3 separate regions of the Zea mays genome follow, and all the other regions are linked to region 1. Evidence: chromatin contacts called from public ChIA-PET and Hi-C data. All regions are on one chromosome and are shown on one strand. Each heading gives the region's core, a stretch centred on a gene start, on an enhancer-like site or on the middle of the called end of the contact. The rest is flanking DNA. Distances are from core to core; before and after follow the strand shown. Region 1 holds the start of LOC100285626 (protein kinase domain containing protein). Region 2 holds the start of LOC100280708 (calcium-binding protein). Region 3 holds the start of LOC103638745 (probable E3 ubiquitin ligase SUD1).

Evidence for each region. Hi-C and Micro-C count contacts between places; a contact is called where the count stands out from the background. ChIA-PET counts read pairs in DNA pulled down with a chosen protein or histone mark.
Region 2: a Hi-C map of ear shows a contact between it and region 1, with 2.6 times the contacts expected there. The contact joins the promoter of LOC100280708 here to the promoter of LOC100285626 in region 1. A contact is called at or near these places in 5 of 25 Hi-C or Micro-C datasets (bundle sheath, ear, endosperm and 2 more).
Region 3: an RNA polymerase II ChIA-PET map of seedling shows a contact between it and region 1, with 4 times the contacts expected there. The contact joins the promoter of LOC103638745 here to the promoter of LOC100285626 in region 1. A contact is called at or near these places in 5 of 25 Hi-C or Micro-C datasets (ear, leaf and tassel) and 2 of 3 datasets of contacts at active chromatin or transcription factors (leaf and seedling).

The regions. Positions count from the first base shown.
Region 1 is chr9:100,755,769-100,758,797 of Zm-B73-REFERENCE-NAM-5.0, forward strand. It overlaps LOC100285626 (protein kinase domain containing protein), which reads right to left and starts at 1,546. Exons shown (of 5, transcript NM_001158517.1): 1 at 1,472-1,546; 2 at 576-937; 3 at 372-463. The coding sequence starts at 935.
Region 2 is chr9:101,380,027-101,383,055 of Zm-B73-REFERENCE-NAM-5.0, forward strand. LOC100280708 (calcium-binding protein) reads left to right here and starts at 1,428. Exons shown (of 7, transcript NM_001153627.2): 1 at 1,428-1,598; 2 at 1,688-1,792. The coding sequence starts at 1,565.
Region 3 is chr9:101,300,650-101,303,678 of Zm-B73-REFERENCE-NAM-5.0, forward strand. LOC103638745 (probable E3 ubiquitin ligase SUD1) reads left to right here and starts at 1,525. Exons shown (of 9, transcript XM_008661571.3): 1 at 1,525-2,042; 2 at 2,761-3,029. The coding sequence starts at 1,806.

The DNA.
Region 1 (3,029 bases), core at 296-2,795:
AATGAACTGAAGTCATACTAAATTGATTTAAGGATAGGTGACAGTTAAGACAGCACATGGGTTTCAGGTACCATAACATTGTACTGTACATTTTTCCTCGAACTATTGTACTATACAATTAAAGAACAAATGTCCTGTTATCCCTTTTTTTAGCTTGAATAAATCAACATAACACTGAAGAAGGTAATTTTTATAATAATTTTCTAGTCTGCGTATGATTGTTCGAGAAAAAAAACTAGTACTATTGTACCCATTGCCTCAGAGAAACTACTTGATCAATTTCAGAAATTTTCCATCCTGCATGTTGATCTTAATGGTTGCCATGGTGCACCAGATGTATATATAGAAATCTTTAGGCATTGTAACCGTACCTTAGAACTTCTGACAAAGGGAGCTTTCCACCTTTAAGCCGAGCCATCTTGTTCCCGATGGATCCTTCATAGAACTTCATAGCTATACAAATCTGAAAATTCATGAAGCCAAAAATAAGCTACGGATTAACATTAATCACCAAGATGGTATGACAGGGAGACCTAGCATGAGGAGGCAATAAACCAGCCCAAAAACCAACATACCCTCCCATTCTGTGTAGAGATGCCATGCAAGAAACAAACGTTGCCCAGACCCTGACATTTGCTGAAGATCTCATGGAACCTCGCTGAGAAGATCTGCAGCTGGTCCTCTTTAATTGGATGCAGCATCTTCACCGCAACCTCATGGTACTGATCGAAATCCTCTGTCCTTTGGTGGTGAGTTGCTATCCATACATCCCCAAATGGACCTCTCCCTATCCGGTGCTTCAGCTTTAACACACTCGGGTTAATCCATGGGCTTGTCTGGCTCGGACCAGAGAAAACCGTCCGGTAGAGATCAGGATCCTTCTCAAGCAGCATGTACTCGAATGCATCGGTGGGATTTGAGTCGGAGCTTGCCATTCCTGCAGAGCCAATTTCACCATGACAAATCCCAACACATTATTCCGTAGAGCAGTGTCAAAATTTCACAACGTTCTAAGCATATTTTTGGTGTTGTATCTAATCGCTGAGATTCTTCTCTTCACAATTTGAATGCATCTACCAAACAGAGAAGACCCCAATTTTCCATGCTTATTTCAGTTGAAGTAACATTGGAAGCAAGCACAGACAGAGAGAGAGCTGAGGCTCCCAACTTCCCAGTTATTTAGTACTGGAAAGAACTATACTGGAATGTAAACTACGAATAATAACAGAATTGACAGTGTAAAGTGTGAACTTGTGAAAGCGAAAATCGATGGGTAAGAAAAGGTAGAACATGGAGGAGGAACAAAATAAAAAAATTCCCCAATCCACTAGAAACAGGAACCACGTAATCTAATCGGTGAGAATCACTGTAATGACAGGTATAGAATTGGAACCTAGATGGGGAACAAAAAAAAAGGCAGGAATTTGGATCAGCGACATATCAAGAATCAAGAAAACAAGCAGATTCTCACCCGTCTCTTCTTCTTTTTCCGGACCCTGCTTTCCCCTTCCTGAGTGATGTCGCGAATTGGTTTTGATACACTAACAAAGCCACAAGGCAACGAAACTAACCTATAAAACAACTGCTAGAAGTCGGCAGTACTGCGGTAGACTGGCATGGTTAGTTGGACTTGGAGATGTGTGCGGAGGTGGAGGGGAAGCGTCCGCACCGCAAGCGCACGGGAGTCGAGCCTTGAGCGGTAGAGCGGTTATATACGCGGGCGGATTTTCTTCTTTGCTGCTGGTCTCCTTTTCCTTTTTCTTTCTGCGCAACGGCTTTAATTTAATGATTTATTTATGTATATAATATATGTATCATTTTCAAAATTTTGCTCTGAAATACTTTCTTCTTTTATAGTTTTAAGATGTTTTGGTATTTTTATGTTTATAGTTTTTTTTCTATAAATCTAGAAATACCTTATAATTTAGAATTAACGAAGTAGTTATAATTTTACATTAGAAATCACAAACATTTAAATCATTCTAATTATTTTACATTCTTCTTATACATCTGTATTTGTATTAGTACAATGTCCGTGCGGTACATGCAAAGGTCGAGTGACGGCCATTGTGATGGAGTTTCTTCATAAAAATAAATTTAAAATTAAAGTGAACCGTTCCTAAAAAATTTAAAATTAAAGTGGATATATACACACATACTACATATTAAAGTGTAGATATTGTATTTTATCTTAGCCAAAAGACTGAGAAATACTTCCTCCGTTTCGTTTTAGTTGTCGCTGGATAATGCAAAATTGAACTATCCAGCGACAACTAAAATGAAACGGAGGGAGTATATGAGTTGAAAACTAGACCAACTTTTTTTATACCTAGCGAGATGGTACTATCTGACAATGTTGCGCTGCGTGCGACTTTGTTTCATGCTGTATACGGGTGTTCTCTCACATCCCATCTAGAAGCTAACGATCCACGTCATGAATACAGGCGATTAAGGGCTCCTTTGGGAGGGCTTTAGCTTCTATAAAAATAACATTGGCTCTGGCTTCTTCATGCGAGTAGTTTTTCTAGACGAGCCAAAGCTATTTTAAAATACTCAGTCAGAGAGGAAATGATCGTTAGGGATGAAAATAGGTACCCAAACTGTTATGACAAATCTAATATTTTAAAATAGATATGTATGAAATTTGATTCTAGCATTTTTTTATGTTATGAAGCACATTATCATAGATAAGAATAATTTTTGGCATAAATTGATTTATACATTATTTGCCCTCTATAACAAAAAGGTGAAAAAATAGTCATATCCCTATCCGAATGGTACCCGAATTTTATATGATAAATTTGAGGTTTAATTTTTATGAAACTTTACAAGCTCACTGTTAAAAACAAGGTTGTTGTGTGTATATGATGCATATATATATATGAATTATTCATGACCTACGTGGCGTGACTAGGGCAATACGACTGGAGCCATATGTATTGTCCAGAATTAATGTAATGACCTATGTGCCAACACGTGATGATTCAAGCGTATATGTAATTTGTTTACTAGCATATGTTAAATAGGTC
Region 2 (3,029 bases), core at 178-2,677, 620 kb after region 1:
TGCCACACGGTTTCTCCACCGATCGTCATGAGAGTTGGAGCCTCGAGAGCCCTGCGAAGTTCGCAACGGTCATGCGATGCAATTCGATCATCTTTTACAATGCAAACGCACGTGCGTACATTTTGTATGGATGCAGGTCAAGACGATGTTTTTTTAGTACGCGACAAGGCGTGGACGCAAACACTTTCAAGTGTATTTCCGAGTACTTTCAAAAAGTCTGTTAAACACCCGCTCTGAGCATCTATCTCCAAGACTCATTCTAAATTTCACTCTCTAAATTATATCTAAAATATCATTTAATTGAGCTGTATATTCTGTATGGAACAGAGGCCAGGAGATGTTTGTTTCAAGACTTTGCTTCACCTCGTTGTAATGCACTTCGTTGTAATGCACTTGAAATTAATATATCAATTTTTTTTCAAAAAAATCATTTAAAGAGTCATTTGCATTGAAACCACTTTAAATATCTTTTCTATTTCTAACATCATTTTTATATCCTATTTGCATTCTGGAGAACCATTCACGTTTTCTATATTTAGCTAGCGAGAAACCCGGAATGGAAGATGACCATATTTGATAACCATTTAGATAAGCTTTTGGAAGGTATTTTTTATACAAAAAATCTCTATATACATAGATTAGAAAGGATATAGAGAGTCTCTCGGAGTTGCTCAAGTTATTATTTTAGAATGCCATCCAAATAAAAGTTAGTGTATATATTTTATCTATCTTCTAACATTTCTATATATCTCATATACACTCGAGATCTAACATCACTTTCTACCTTTGGCTAGTAAGAAATTTAGAATAGGGTTTCCTCGAAAGGAAAAAGATTAGAATTGATAATGATAATATTTAATGGTCTAATGTAAAACTGTTTATTGGTACTTTTTAATAAAAAAATATTCCTAATAAAAATAAGAAGGACATAAGAGGAGTTTAAAGTTGCTTATGAACTACTTCCTTCGTTCTATATCTTAAGGTCACAAAAGTTTATTCTAAGTCAAAATTTTAAAACTTTGACTATTAATAACAAAATATTCATAAACATTGACTAAATAAAAATGAAAATGTTACATTTATTTTTAAAACATCTAGCATAATATATAATTTCTTTAATTTAAAATAATTATTTTTTAGATATTATTGGTCAAAGTTTTAAAACTTTGACTCAGTATAAACCTTCATTACCTTAAGATAAAAAATGGAGAGAGTATATAAATAGTATAGTAGGGCATCTATCTTATATTTACATATAAGGTTATTTTCAGCCCACCAGATATATGGCCGAACAAAATGCTATTTTAATTTGAATTAGAAGATAAAATAAGACGTAAAATATGTTAGACCACGACGTAAATAACTTGGTCACGCAGGTCTCTCTCAGTTCTGCTCTCAATATAAAGACGCCACAACCACAACCAGGCAGATTACGGGCCCGAGCCATCGTCATCGAGACATCGACCGACTCCGACTCCGACTCCATCCACGGTCTCCTTCCGAGATCCCTCTTCTCCTCCCGCCCCCGCCTGACCGCCTCCCTCCTCACTCCGGCCCCTTCCGCATGTCAATCCATGGGCTGATACTCGAAGTCAGAGGTGCCTTGCCCGCCTCCCTCCTCCCCGATCCTTCTCCCTCGTACCTACTGGTAGCTGATCGATCTCTCCTCCTGTAACCCTGCCTGCAGTCACCGGGTGCCGGAAGCTGCGGGACACGGAGTTCTTCACCCGCCAGGACCCCTACGTCGTCGTCGAGTACGCCACCACCAAGCTCCGCACTCGCACCTGCACCGGTTCGTAACCCCCCTCTTCCTTCCTCGGCCGCCCCGGCCGAGTCTTCGCTGCACTAAACGTGCACTGCTTCAATTGTTTTCATTTTTTTGTTATGTGGACGTCGTACCGGCGTCAGACAATTTCGCATACCCACCAACCCCAATTCACACCCTGCACAGGGAATTCGCCTGCATATGATGTTGATTGAGCTATTAAAACATAATATACTCGTTCAAGTTTCACTAGGTTTGGCTGCCATTGTGCAAACTCTCGGTATTAACGACGTGCTATGAGGTGGGTAGGTGAACTTGATGTGGGATTGCTGCTTCCTGCCTTGTTGCCCACTCTGTAAGACTCGGTAAGAAAAAGAAAGAAACCAGGCAACAAAAGCTAGAAAAACATTAATAACTACAAAGACAACCAAACAAACGGCCACAGAAGAGATGGCAAAGGAAAACAACAACTAATGGGAAAATTCACAGCGAATCTGCTTTGCCCATAGGTAATGAACGAATGCCATCGATGGAACACCACTTAGATATGGAAACTGCCAGCCGACCAGCTGGGCTGGTTCTTTCTAACTTCGCGTAATGTCTTTATGCTTAGTTTATGTATGATGTCGAATCTCTAGATGCCCCTAGCGGAATATTGGTACCTTTCAATCATCGTATTATGCTTGACTTTTGATCATTTAGGACTAAATTATGTTGGAACAAGTACCACCCACACCAATTTATTTGTGTTAATTCATCAATGGCTGACAACTACCGTCAAAACATGAACATACCCCTGCTGCAACTAATGGGAGCATTCACAGCTAATGTGCTTTGGCCCATAGATAATGAACAAATACCACCAATGGTACACAGCTTAGATATGGACACCACCAGCCTAAGTTGGGCTGATTCTTCCTAACTTCGATAATGTATTTATGCCTACTTTATGTATGCTGTCGAAAGTCTAGATGGCCCTAGCGGAATCTTGGTTCCTCCCAATCAGCATATTATGCTTAACTTTCCATCATTTAGGACTAAAAAATTATGTTGGAACAAGTACCACTCACACCAATTTATTTGTGTTAATTCATTAATGGCTGACAACTACTGTGAAAACATGAACATACCCCACTGCAACGAAAAGCACTTACTTTGGGCACTAAAAGAGCTTGTTTTTTTCTCTCTCTTGTGTCTACTATCTGGATTCTGGAATTTAGCTATATGACTGGCTTGTGATTCCACGGTTTTGAATAACTCTATT
Region 3 (3,029 bases), core at 275-2,774, 540 kb after region 1:
CACCTTGTTTTCGTCCAAGTTCATGTTACATCCTTTGAACTATATCTATAAACACTAGCAAATAATGTTAGTCCAAATGATTATGTTGGTCATCAAACACCAAAACTTAACTATTAAATAGACCTTAGTCCATTTCCTTATAATCTCCTCCTTTTAAAATAATGACAACATAACAAAAACAAACAAATATGAGATTCAACTATCTATCCCAATAGGTATTCTATAGCACAGTGAAAGGACAACCTGATAGAACCTCAACAATTGTAGCAGGAAAAGAATTGTGTTTAGAAAATATATTATTAAGTTTATTAGAAATGCAATGAAAAGGAGCCGACCATATGTAATTTTCTTGAACGTACATTTCAATTTTCATACCGTTTGTTGAAGGTTGAACGAAGAAGGGAGGTTGCCGCTATCTTCGAAGAAGGAGGATGCAACTAGGTCGGACTAAACTCCGACACCGTCTGACATGGGATGGGGAGGTTTTACAACTTGGAAAGTACCTCGCAAGGGGCCTCCACCATCGCAGTTTTGAGCTTCATTGCCGCCTATGCGAGATCATGCCATCAATGGATACCACCTCCCACAAGGTCGGCCAGTTCCAATGTGATTAGGCTCAACAAATTTGTACGACAAATCTTGCTGGATGCATCTTAGCCACCGCCATGCCTCCTCCAACGCCACTGATGGCTCTCCTGCCACCATCGTCGCTTCCCTCCTCCACCAAAACCACGCTCATGAAAAAAAAACGCGGGAGACAACTCAGTTGCGCGGACGCCCAGTTTAGAGAGGAATCACTCACCAGAAAATAACCGTGTGTTTGGTTGCCTGTATTTGCTGGTGCTTGCATCGCGGGATGCAATGAGCTGGTGTTTGGTTATTGTCAATCAGGCTCTATACGTGCGAGGTGTGTGTTTGGTTACCTGCATGCAGATGTAGAGCCAGGCTCGCACGATACTCAAAGCACCCTGATACTCAAATCATCCTAAGCCAGGCTCTGCAGGCACGAGCAAATTGGTTGCATTTATGGAGCCAGGCTCCCGTCGGCCTGACTCATGCAGCCAGGCTACGTAGAGAAGCCAACCAAACAGTCTTAAATGGGAGAAGAGGAGCTGGATGTGGGCCACTAAGATTTTCGGGGAAAGAAAAGAGAGAGCTGTTGGAGAAAAAAATGATTCCTCTTCTAATATTGGTTTCAGGCTGGTTTACGACTTTATTTAAGTTGCTCCAAAGAAGAGCAATATCTTATTTAACTAATAAAGGTGTGATATACAAAAGGTAAACAAAAACATACTAGACATTATCCATAACAAAAGATAAAAAAACCAACCGTGCTTGACCCAAAAGATTTATTCTTCGAATAAACCTGTTATACACATATGGTACGTGCAAGTCTACTGGTTATAATAATGTTTAATGACCATTTTCATCCCGATATAGGCTTTCAATCACAGGAAAAAATATCAAAAGTAGCACTTTACCACCATTTTTTTCTTAAAAAAAGGAGGCGTAGCGTAGATTCTAGTATGTCGAGCTTGATAAATCATAAATAGAACACTCCGGAGGTCGGATCTCCAAACCGACACGGCCACACCCACGGACCCACCACCGGATCCATCCTATCGGGACCCGTTAAGCCGACCGCCAGCGCCTCGTCACCGGTGCGTCATTAAGGAGGCTACTAAAAAACCCACGTTTTTTCATCCTGTTTTCGCTGCAACTTCCCACCACCGCCTATATCCGCGTTCCCCCCGGGCGATCGATCGATCGCGGCTAACCTCGCCGCCGCCCCCATCGAGGCAGCCATGGCGGAGATGGCCGAACGGTCCGTCGCGGGCGAGCTGCCGGAGGAGCCGCGGCCGCCGCACGGGGAGGAGGACGACGAGGAGGAAGAGGAGGGGGACGTGTGCCGGATCTGCCGCAACCGCGGCGACGAGGACCACCCGCTGCGCTACCCGTGCGCCTGCAGCGGAAGCATCAAATTCGTGCACCAGGACTGCCTCCTCCAGTGGCTCGACCATAGCAACTCGCGCCAGTGCGAGGTAATATCGCCGCCGCCCCTGCCCTCACTCAGCGACGGGGACGCCGCTGGGTCGTTGCTTTAGGGATTGATTAGTTCGATTGCGTGGTGGAATCGATCGATTTAATGTTGAGCTGGTGATATGGGTGCTGTTTCTTTGATATGGCGTGTAGATTGGGTCAAAACTATGTTAATAGGCATTGATAAATGGATAAGGCTATTATTCTTGCCTTTTCAGTTGCTAGAATTAGGGGATTGAGGTTCGGAATCAGGCAATTGCATAGTTTTGATGATTATTCAGCTAGCAAATGAATTTTCATAATACTCCGATGCTCTTGTGGTTTCAGAGTATTTTCAGAGGCATAGTAATTCTGTTAACCTGCAGCAAGACTCATCTTGTGCTTCTTAGCAGTGAGACTATTGGCTTGATATTGATGATTGATTTGCAGTTTCAGTTGCCTTATGTTCTCTTAGGTCCCCTTTGTAACAAGGAAAAATGGAGGAATTCTATAGGATTGGAATCGTTAGAACAAACCTCCTCTTGAATAATGCATTTTGCTAATCTAGAGAAAATGAGCGAACAAGTGTTAGTTGGGGGTTCCAAGCACAGCTGTACGGCTGGGTAGTAATGGCTTGTATCGCCAAGGAAAAAAACATACTCATGATGATGATGTGTGTCTTGTTTGTCATAACTCCATTTTCTCTAGATAATTTCTGATTTATGCATCTGTGCACTGCAGGTCTGTAAACATGCATTCTCCTTCTCACCCGTGTACGCTGATAATGCTCCGACAAGACTCCCTTTCCAGGAACTGATTGTTGGTGTTGGAATGAAAGCATGCCATGTGTTTCAATTCATCCTTCGGCTTGCCTTTGTTCTCTCAGTTTGGCTCATGATTATCCCATTCATTACCTATTGGATTTGGCGGTTAACATTGGTGAGAAGTATTGGTGAAGCGCAAAGGCTGTTCCTCAGTCACATCAGTGCTCAGTTGATTCTTAGCGATTG